Linked DNA regions of Anser cygnoides: region 2 is linked to region 1. The links are chromatin contacts, called in public Hi-C maps. All regions are on one chromosome and are shown on one strand. Each heading gives the region's core, a stretch centred on a gene start, on an enhancer-like site or on the middle of the called end of the contact. The rest is flanking DNA. Distances are from core to core; before and after follow the strand shown. Region 1 has its middle 4.8 kb from the start of GTPBP4. Region 2 overlaps WDR37 (WD repeat domain 37).

Region 1 (5,438 bases), core at 175-2,674:
ACAGAAAGCCTTTTAAAGTTTTGTTGTTTCTTTTTTTTTTTTTTTTTTTTTAATTAATCCAGGGGCATGCTCCGCTTTGCTCATTGATATTGGGGCTCCCATATCCATGAGAAAACAACAACAACAACAACAAAATATTTACCGTTTACTATTAATGGCATAGAAAGACTTTTGCTAATACTAATTCTAAAAGTTTCAGCCTCTTGGGACAGGTCGTCAGAACTCCCTGGGCTGGAAGCTGGGGGTTCCCCCATCAGTTTCCTGAATCAGAGACTGGGGGAGGGGATGGGTTATCTGGGGTCGGGATCAGAGGAGCAGGTGGATCAACGCTGTCTGTCAGCTTCTCATCACTCACGCTGGGGGTGCAGGAGCAATCCCTTTTGCGATTATCCCACAGTCTCTGTAAGAGGAATGTGGGCATCTTGTCTAATTGTCCTGGCGTGAATCCTATCCCTCGCAGGAGACCCCATAAGCGTCTCCGTTCCAGGTCTCGCTCCTGTTTGTCAGGGGATCTTCTTGTATCAGACCGATTCATTTCAACGGGGAACTTACGAACATTTTGCCCCTTTTTGTGACTTCCTCTTGGTGTTTGGGTGACCCTGACCCACCCTTCCCTTTGGCGAGCTGTTGATTTGGGGGTGCTTTTCATAAAGGCTACCCAATACTGCAGCCCTTGAACCATTATAGTGTTCCAATCGTAAGTCCTACTGTACAGCATTAAGGCTAAACCCTTCGCTCCCCCGTACGCTGCGTTTTCCAGTAGCCTCGATTTCCCTGCTTCTGTAGCCATCATAGACATCATGTCCTCTGGTATGGCCCCCTGGGCCTTAAGGGCATCCCAGGCAGCCAGTCTCATCGTCCACTTGGCAAACCCATCGCGGGTATTCCAGGGAGGAGGGGGGCTGTATCCCCATCGCACCTGCATTTGTCTGACAGCATGTATTATTGAAGAGAGTAGAGAAAAGGTGTTCTGTTCGGCCCCCTCATCGGGGTTGTGAAGAATTATCCCCCCTCCCAGGAATATTTGTTTAGCCTCGCTCTGATTAAGAATAAGTGTTCCTGCTCCCATCTGATAGCATCGCGCCACCCACCCTAGCCAGTCCTCGCTCGATTTCTTGCTGAACTGCACGAACTTCTGCCAGAGCTGTCCTGAATTAAAATTTAAAGTGGCCAGCGTCACCTGAGGAGGGAGGGGAGAGCCTTCATCTCCGCCAGGAGCCGGGAGCTGTGTGATGGGGTACAGAGCGGCTGTCTCGTCTGGGTTAGATTCAGGCAACGAGGTGGGCGTAGACAGCCCGTTGCTAAAATCGGAATCCTCATTATCGGTTTTCAGTGTGTGCATTTCGCCAATGATCTCACTCTCAGAGATCGGGCGCGTATGCTCTTGCTCCAGCTGGCTTAAAGCCAGGGGTCTGAGGTTAGTCTCTAATTGTTGCAGCAAGCGGTTCTTAATAAGGCTGTGAGATTCGTAGGCAGCTGCTCGTGCTTCGGCATCCTTAGCTCGTGCTTCTGCATCTTTCGCTTGTGCTTCGGCGTCTTTAGCTCGCTGCAAGGCATCCTGTGAGGCAGTTTCTAGTTTCTGCCGTGTAGTTTTAAACAAAGTGCCTGCGGCTGCTAATGCCTCTGTGAGGAGCCCAATGAAGGACCCTTTCCCTTCCTTGCCTTTACTTTTATGACTCTCCTGCCACCTCTGAAACTCTGCTCGCAAGGCTTCCCAGTTGAAACAATTCTCGGCTACCCAATTCCTGTCCCACCTAGGGGTTTTCCATCCCTTATCCTGTTGCCATTTTCGCTGCTCTTCTACTGCCTCTTCCCAAGCATCCATGATTTGTATATTTTACAGAAGCTGACCTCTTACACCAATTAATATCAAAACCTAAAGGGTCACCGAGCCTGCAGCTTTATAGAGATCACAACAGTGGGTTCACAGGATTCTCTAATACACGAGGACACCGAGGCTTTATTTCCTAAGTTTCTCTACGCTATTACAGGTTACTACAAATCACCACTATCAAGTACACCTATGACTAAAACAGCACGTATATATCAACTATTATGTTCTATTACCAGGAAAGCAAGTATATAGATATATTGTTATTAATAGTAGCAGCAATCAATACCAGCAGCAATCTATAGTAGTAGCAGTCAATAATATAGCAGCAAGTATATATATATATATTAATACTACAGGTTACAACAAACCCATCACCAGGAAAGCAGCAAACCTAGTTATGACTGATTGCTAATATGCTCAGGGATATGCTTCTATCTATACAAACTGACACCGGTACCAAGCACTATCAAGCCCATCCCAGAAGGGGACTCAAAGCCACCTCAGAAATGGGCCGGCAAAGGCCGACCCCAGCGGTGGGCCCAAACAAGTAAGGAACAAAGTCTCACTGCGAGGGGGATCCGCGTCACAGCGTCTGGAAGCAGCCAGGCGTCCCCAGCCAAGGGTCGGTTTGTGTCGGGAATCCTGGAGGGCAAGGAGAAGTCCGTGCGGCACGGGACGTGCTCCCAGAGAGAGGTTCCATTCTGGACGGAGACCAGGGCCCTGATATACCCTGGAGACCCAGGGGGGCGTAGGGCACCACCTCTCGGAGCACCCAATGGACGCGGCTGGTTGCCGGTTCTCACCTGGGACAACCAATGGCCGAGGGTGTTTCCAAGTCCCTCAGGCAGAGCTGCCCTTTCCCCAGACTGTTTTCCTTTCTTCCAGCTAACACAGACAACAGCAGTGCTGGTTCCCACTTTCTCAGGATGTTTTCCCCTTTCTTCCAGACTGTTTTCTCTTTGTCAGACGATAAGTTGCTGTTACGGATCCTCGCTTTTGCCCTTATCCGTGGTATCTGCAGGATGCCTCCGGTTCCCACGTGCTCAGCTGCACTTCAGAGGTGCCAGCGGTGCCTCTCAAGGATGCTTCTGGCTCACAGGCCTGGTTCCCAGGCTGGCGGCTCTCAGGCTGACAGGCATCTTCTGCCCGGGCTGCTCCCATCAAAATCCAAGCACCCCACTTAAGTAAAATTGCCTTCAGAATTAATATATTGCTGCCCAGCTTGTTAAGGTTTTGACCAGCTTGACTTAAGGTATTGATATCAAAGGTGAGGGGGACTGGATATTGCTGCCAGACCAGCAGGTTATCTAATAAATCCCACTCAAAAATATTTTTTGGTAAGGAAACAAGAGGCTAAGCTTTTCACTTGGGCGAGGTTCAGTGCGTGCAGGGTTTGCCTGAGAAATGAGCTTTAAAACTTGAACGCATACATACATAAGAGCTGATGCTGGAAATAGCTTTGCAACATCAAATTGTTGAAATGGTTTAAACTTTAACTTAATTTGGGTGAGATTCTACAGAATGAATGTACTTACAGATGGAAGAGACCTGTATGAGCATGGGATCTTATTAATGTATAGGATTATCTGAAAGGAAGGTGCAAAGAGGACAGAGCCAGGCCCTTTTTAGTGGTGCCCAGTGGCAGGCCAGGAAGGATTGAGCCCAAACTGAAACACAGGAGATTTTGTCTCAACATCATGAAATACTGCTTTACTGGGAGGGTGACTGAGTGCTGGCACAGGTTGCCCAGAGAGATTGTAGTCTCCCTTCCCAGAGATCTTCAAAACCTGCCTAGATGTGGTCCTGAGCACCCTGCTCTGGGTGGCCCTGCTTGAGCTGGGTTTGGACCAGAGGGACCCAGAGGTCTGTTCCCACCTCAGCCCTTCTGTGATTCTCTGACACTGTGAACTCGTCTTCTCATTTTGCGGGACAAGAAAGCAAAGATTTGGTCTATCTAATCGAAACACTCCAATTTTTTAAGTATATCCAACACAACAAACCCTTGCACAAATCAAATTCAGACCCAACCCCTCAAATCTGAGGCTACGTTTGGAATTGTCAGCTGACACTTCAGAGAAACTATGGATATCAAGCTAATGCCATAGCTAGGCACAGCACAATGTCACACATGTCCTGCAGGAGCATTTGTTACAGAAGAGTGTTTCCTTGGCTCCCTCAGGATGCCCATTCTCATGCTGATTTTCCTGAGCGCCTCTCTGAGCATGGTTTGGGTCTTGCTGGCTGCTATTAGCTGCTCTTGTACAAGGCACAACAACAATTTTGTTTTTAATTTCAAAGTGGTATGAATTACAGTCTACTGGAGCAATGTTTTTAAAACATGAAACTATGCCTCGAGTTTGGCATGAACATGAACAAGGACATCGGAGTGCAGAAGGCCAGCTCGGGTAAAGAACCATGTGGACTGAAAGAAAAACAGCCTGATAAGGTCTCATCTCTCTTGGCTCCTGGAATAAGTCTCCAGAGGACAGAATATCCAGAACGGTACCCACATTTTGTCTTGGAAGGAACTAGTTCTCTTCAAAACTGCTCAGGAGAGTAGCAACGTACACGTTGTGTGAGAACGGGGGATGCAGGGGGCAGCTACTGGATGATCCCAGCGTCTGGGGTCAGTTTTGTGGAGGGGTGCATAAAGCACATCTGTGTGTCACTGTTTTGAGTACCAGCAAGTGGAGCAGGGCTGTGGGGATCAGAGTCCACATGTAGAAGTGCCAGAAACTGGGGAGACCTGGGGATATGCTAGAGAAGAGCTCCTTCTGCTCTATAAACCCATGTTTTTGGAGGCAAATTGCATATAAAATGTGCACACATAAAATGTGAAGTCAAACCTCACTGCTTCAAGAATGCATCAGGAAAGCAGACTGAAGTATTATTATCAAAATATTTATGAAGCAGCACGCTCATCATAATGGGGCAGCTGCAGCACCGTTGAGAGGCTATAGCAACAGGGATGGTTCTAACAGCGTGTTTATGATCAAATGATGTTCATACAGTCATTACGGAAATTAATTTCTGGAAAGGATTAGCTACTGGCTTGACTGATTATAGGGACTCTTAATTTTCTAATACCTTAAAAATTTCCACTGCATTGGAGCGTGTCAGCAAAATTAGTAACATGATGAAATAAAGGAAATGTGGAAGAAATTGTGCATTTGAATTTCTAGTACTGTAGAAAAATGTGCAGTGACAGAGTAATACTTGACTAGATTCTCTCAAGTGGAAAATGTCATGCTTTGTGTGGAGAGAGGAAAATAAGTGTGGAAGCCAAAGAATTTTCAATTTTTAATCTAACTTATTTTCCGAAGTGTATCACATAAAATGTAATTTATCTAAAACAGATGTATTTCGGTGCATGCCAGCTTAGTGTTAGTGCCAAGTAGAAAACAGGAACGGACAAGCACATTGCATTACAGGCCTGCATTTAGGTGCATTTCAAGTTTATGTCCTTGGTCTATGTTTGGGTCTCATGTTTGCTAGAGATAAGCAACGAAGAACAGAGCACAAGGTGTAGTCAAGATCACAAACTGCTCCAGAATTCACTCAAGCGATGCCTTTATCTTAAAGGTTTTACAGTTTTGTGTGAGAC
Region 2 (5,213 bases), core at 4-2,503, 43 kb after region 1:
ATCTCTTTCTGCCTCCCTGACAACTTCCAAATTTTTCTCTTTTGATGCTGAGTCTGTTATTGTGCCTTATGATCTAACTCCTATGTTAGTGTTGCAGTTATTTTATGTGGAGAATCTCAGTTTTTCTTTCCTGGCTGTTCATATATCCACTTTTCCTTATTGCAGCTAATTTCTAGTTTCTTCCTTTTCTGATTCCTTCCAGGCTGCAGTCTTTTTTTTTTTTATTTTTTTTGCAGCCATTTCTTTTAGTCTGCCAGGCTTGTCTGTTTCAGTCATCTGTTAGGACAAGCTTGTCTCTTTGTTTACTTTTCTTTCAGTCTGTGTTTAATAAGTTTAGGTGCATGTGACCTGGAACACAGGAAAGAGAACCTTGCTTTGCTCATTGCAGGCACTTGAATTTGATACACAGTTGCAAACTGCCTTCTAGTGCTTATGACTGAGACTTCTGTGAATTTCTCAGAAATGTCAAAAACCGCTCTCCTGATGGATTACGTTCTCCCGGATCTGAAAGCTTTATTCCAAAGTCTGGGAATGAGTGTTTATTTATTTATTTATTTTTAAAATAGTAGTCCTAGGAATTTGTGGAAAAGACAGACCTAGACTTAAGAACAGTTAAAAACTGCTTAGCTAAAGCCTCTCAATCATGTTTCACCTAAGGAAGATGCTTGAAAAATATCAGCCCAGATTTTGAGGAAAAACTCTAAGCCATCTTTATCTTTATAAAATGAAGCTGGGGCACTTTAAACCAGCCCAGCAACTGGAAATCACTTCCAAGTACCTGATTTGTTTTAGCTATGCCATCACTCTGGTGTTCAAATGGCATTAGCAAGAGTCATCAATAATTGACAGAAAAGCAGATTCTTCTTGCAAATACATGCTCTGTGTAACATGAAAAAACATTTTGATTGGAGTTGATATTTCTAAAACACTTAAATGCAAATGTAAACGTCATTCTTCAGCACTTTTACTGTATTTCAGAGTGTAAAATGCATGTTTGTTTTCCTTTTTTTTCCCTGAAACTAGCAGTAGACAAGCATTCGGGGGAAAATACTATTTCATGATGAGTAAAATCTTTGCCAAGAAATGACATATTAGTTGTGTGGCTAAAATATTTCTGATGATGTAAGTTTACTGCCTTCTCTAGGATTTCAGTCAGTAAAGGTGGGTCATTTATTTCACAGAAGTTGCTTTGTTAATCTTTAGTCACGTTTGATAGTAAAAGCAACAGTAATTAGAAGCCAGTAATGCTTTCCTTGGAATCTGGGTCAAGGTTGATCTCCGGAACATTCAGCATGAGCCTTGGTTTATGTCTTGGTGAGAACCGTTTCTATAAAATCACAGTTGATCTGTTTTCCTGTCCTTAGTGCAAAATACATTGTGTGCATACGTTACATAACAATTCTTAAATCGTATGTTAATGACGTTGTTAATGATACTTAGTTTTTCTGTATTAATGTGAATTTTTGCTCTCATCAGTACGTAGAGAGATTGATACACTTAATGAGCGTTTAGCAGCTGAAGGACAGACAATTGATGGAGCTGAACTGAGCAAAGGACAACTGAAAACAAAAGGTAAGAGAACTACAAATAATTCTATATACTCCTTTTGAATGTACTTTTTTTTGTACTTGGCTGGCTAGAATTTATTAAAGGGAATTAATGCCAGTTACCTATCACAAATAAGCTAATGCTGTATTTGAAATATCTTCCTTTAAATTTATTTGTCTCAACAGCCAGTCATAGTACCAGTCAGCTTTCTCAGAAATTAAAGACAACTTACAAGGCATCTACTAGCAAGGTATGAGACCAATTAAACCTCTACTCATCACTGTGTACTCATAAGACTAACGTGGCTGTCCTGAAGTTGTAAATTATGGTTTCTTTAAGCTGAGTAGTGCTGTGCTTTATGTGAACCCGCCTAATGAGGAACAGTATCTTTATCTTGGATTCATCTATTACTCATTGCTTCAGCCACGCTACCACCACCTTTTTACAGTAACTGTTCGCATTTTTAAAGAGCGAATGTTGGAGGGGAGAGCATGTGCATGTTTGTGTGAGATTGCTCTTCTGTAGAGATAGCTAACGTTTTGATGAAGGAAACAGAAATTAGATGACTTTTTTTTTGAATATAGATTTGGATATTGCAGTTGAAATTGGAACCTAAGATACAAATAGGCATTGTAGTGTAGGTTTATTTTTTTTTAACTATGAGTTCATTTTCTTTATGTCACAAGCCTTGCAAATTAGTAGCTAGCTAACTTTTTGTCGGGTCTCTTAGCACAACTACCCTTTCTGATGGTTTTCTTTTTGTACAGCTATGTATGTTCAGTACTTTTGTTTTTCTTGTTTGCATTTTTAAGTTTTAGCTGCTGCTCTTTCTGCCCTGTCTCAGGGTAATTTTGTGATATGTTAAGAGTAAATAAAATGTGGTGTCTCAGAGGAAAAAACAGTGAGATCTGGTTGTGAACCTAATTATGAGAAGCTCTGTGGAGACTATTGTTGCACGCAATAGAATGACTGCAGGTGTCTTGGAAGTACAATCTATTAAGTAGTTTGAAAGTGAGAGAATAAGAATAGTGTGGTGAAATACATCTGAGTTCATGTTTTACTTGGTCTCCCCTTTTTTCCTGTTGTTTCTCAAACTTTCTTTTTTATTTTTGCCAAGCTGGTGACCAGAGATAATACTTTGTTGTGTGTTTTTTTTTAAATAGCTAATGACTCATAAATCCTTTATTGAGGCCACTTATGTAGGGATAACATAGTATTAATAGTACAATACTATGGAGTTATCAATTAATACTTTCTGCTTTATTTTTTATCTTTTTTTTAAGGCTGCTGTTAAATGCTTGCCTTCTTTTACTTGCTAGCAATGTAGTGCTCATTCTTTCCTGGGCAAGACAGGTGAACCTCATAACTTCAGCATGGGAAACTGGGAGAATCCTGAGCACGTGCTTTGTTTCCCGGTGTTCCGATATGCATGCACATCGAAGTAGTCCTGAGTAGTGAAACAAGAATTTAATTTACGATAAGTATCGTATTGATTACATCAGTTGATAACTAACATGGTTGAATGTGGTGGCGTATTTCTTTCTGCAACTTTAAATCAGAATTTACTGGGATGTAAAGAGGAGAGGTGAGAACGTTCAAGTTGGCAAAACTCGTATCAGAGAATAAGGATACTTTTGGCACCTGGGATAACCCACTGGTGCTCAAATCCTGGAGAGAGAGTAGATTTAGTGCTTGGTACTCTAAAAGTCATTTTTGTGTATGTTAATGGACAAGATGCTGTTATTTAACGTTAAATTAAATGTTCTGCAAATGCAAGAATTACTCTATGAAATTCATGCATTGATGGCAACTTTATTGCTGATGTTAACAACCCCCAGCTGTAATAGTTTATAAGATGTCAGGAGCACATTAACAGTTTATGCAGAATCCTAAAATAAACTGAAATTGCATAACTTGCTTCATCATGAACTATCTTCCAGGATCTCTGATTCTTTTGGACCAGGAAAAGGACTCTTAAAGGAAGGTATTTCTTCACCTGTCCATTGAGCAGTTGAAGGGAATAAAACGTTTTGGTAGAGGTAGTGTTTAACCTCAGTGCTTAATGTTGTTCGACCGTAAATTCCATTAGTCAGTCACAGTGCAGTGTTGCTGATCCTGACTTGGCCAAGTTTTCATTCTTACTTCTAATGTATCCTGTCCATTTCAGAGACATCTTTAAACAGTGTTTTGACACTACGTGCAAACAATTGCTTTCTCACTAGCAAATCTCTGTACAGAAGGAAGTACAGGAAACTGTATTGATTTAACAAATAGGACAAGCTGGAACACTGTCAAGATATTGTTCAGTTATTTGCACTTGCATATGATAATCTGAGGTCTGCTCAAATAATTTAAAAGCTTTGTGCAGTGCAGAGCCATCTAGAAAGTTGCATGGTATTGAAATACTTCCTTTCCTTTCCCGGGAAAATGTTTGTGAATGTGTAAGGAACCAGAAAGTGACCCAGGGAAGATCCAGTTAATCCAATTACTGGTATGTGAAGTGAGAGACAGCAAAAGAGGAGTGTATACGTGTGTGTGTGTGTGTGTGCGCATATATATATATATATATATATTTTAAAAGATTTTGTGTGTAGAGAAAGAGTCAATAAATAAATATCTGTATCTATCTATAAACATGTAATATTCTTGAGCTTTTATCCCCCATGTTCATTCAAAACTGCTGATACTCCAGGAGGAGTATTATGGCCTTTCTATTAAAGAATTAGTGAAAGTACTGCCCAGCAGTTTTGGAAACATCAGTGCTTGTTGATGAATAGGAGTTAGGTTTCCCATACAACTTTTGCATGAGGATTCGACTCAAAATTAGAAAAACAGAGTGTAAAAGTAGTTTGAGCGTGGGTCTGAGAGTTGAAAAACTTCAAGGTTGGAATTTCAGCTGAGTGCTGTATTAGTCCGTAACTGTTACTTAGTTCCTTACTGAATTCTGCTGTTCTGTTTCTCGTAGATAGATTCTGTTTAGTTCAAGGACAATATTCAGTGTTAAGGCTGCACCCACAGGATTGTATTCATCACCTATAAAACTCTGTAGTATGGCTGAACTAATAACTTTACCATTAGCCCATTCTCTTTTCAATGCAGCCTTAATAATCATTGCTTCTGCTGCCATGAAACAGAAATGCATATTAACGGTTAATTTGGAATTCATGTAGGGCATTATCATTTTGCCACTGGAAAGTTGACGTGCTCAGGATTTGGAATGTACCCTAGTTTTAAGACTGGAAGATGCCCTTTAAGAACATTTCTTAAAAATCATTTGCTTTAATGATGTGCTTTGGACCTTCTTTTTTGATGCCACAAACTAACGAGATTTTAACCTTAGTTTACTGTATCTGAAATGTAGGCTTAATTTTCTAACTTCTGCTACGTTGTAGATGTCTTAATGTGATTTGTGTTGAAGCTTTAAAGGTTTTGAATCAGCTGGACAGATACCTTCCCATAATTGCATGCAGGATAAGAGATTTGTGGGATAATAAGAGGGTAGTTTTAAATGAGACTTTGCTCTCACTGAATTAATCTTTCACCACTCTTGTTTTCAGTTGTCTCTGGAAGTGTTACAGAGAGAAACATTTTTTTTCTTTAAAAGTATTAAAGTCCCCTGTCATCTGAAAATACAAAATTTCTGCAAGTGGGTTACTTTTCTATAG

Evidence for each region. A called contact is a pair of places that touch in the nucleus more often than the background predicts.
Region 2: a Hi-C map of liver shows a contact between it and region 1, with 1.7 times the contacts expected there. The contact joins two enhancer-like sites. A contact is called at or near these places in 4 of 7 Hi-C or Micro-C datasets (granulosa cells and liver).

The regions. Positions count from the first base shown.
Region 1 is chr2:11,702,582-11,708,019 of Taihu_goose_T2T_genome, forward strand. No RefSeq gene overlaps it. Among named protein-coding and RNA genes, the nearest start is that of GTPBP4, 4.8 kb to the right of the region's middle. Within about 2 kb of position 1,425, at least 1 of the 3 cell types and tissues checked has open chromatin away from gene starts, as enhancers often do.
Region 2 is chr2:11,746,233-11,751,445 of Taihu_goose_T2T_genome, forward strand. WDR37 (WD repeat domain 37) reads left to right here. Exons shown (of 14, transcript XM_013185755.3): 4 at 1,477-1,572; 5 at 1,734-1,798. Among named protein-coding and RNA genes, the nearest start is that of WDR37, 19 kb to the left of the region's middle. Within about 2 kb of position 1,254, at least 3 of the 3 cell types and tissues checked have open chromatin away from gene starts, as enhancers often do.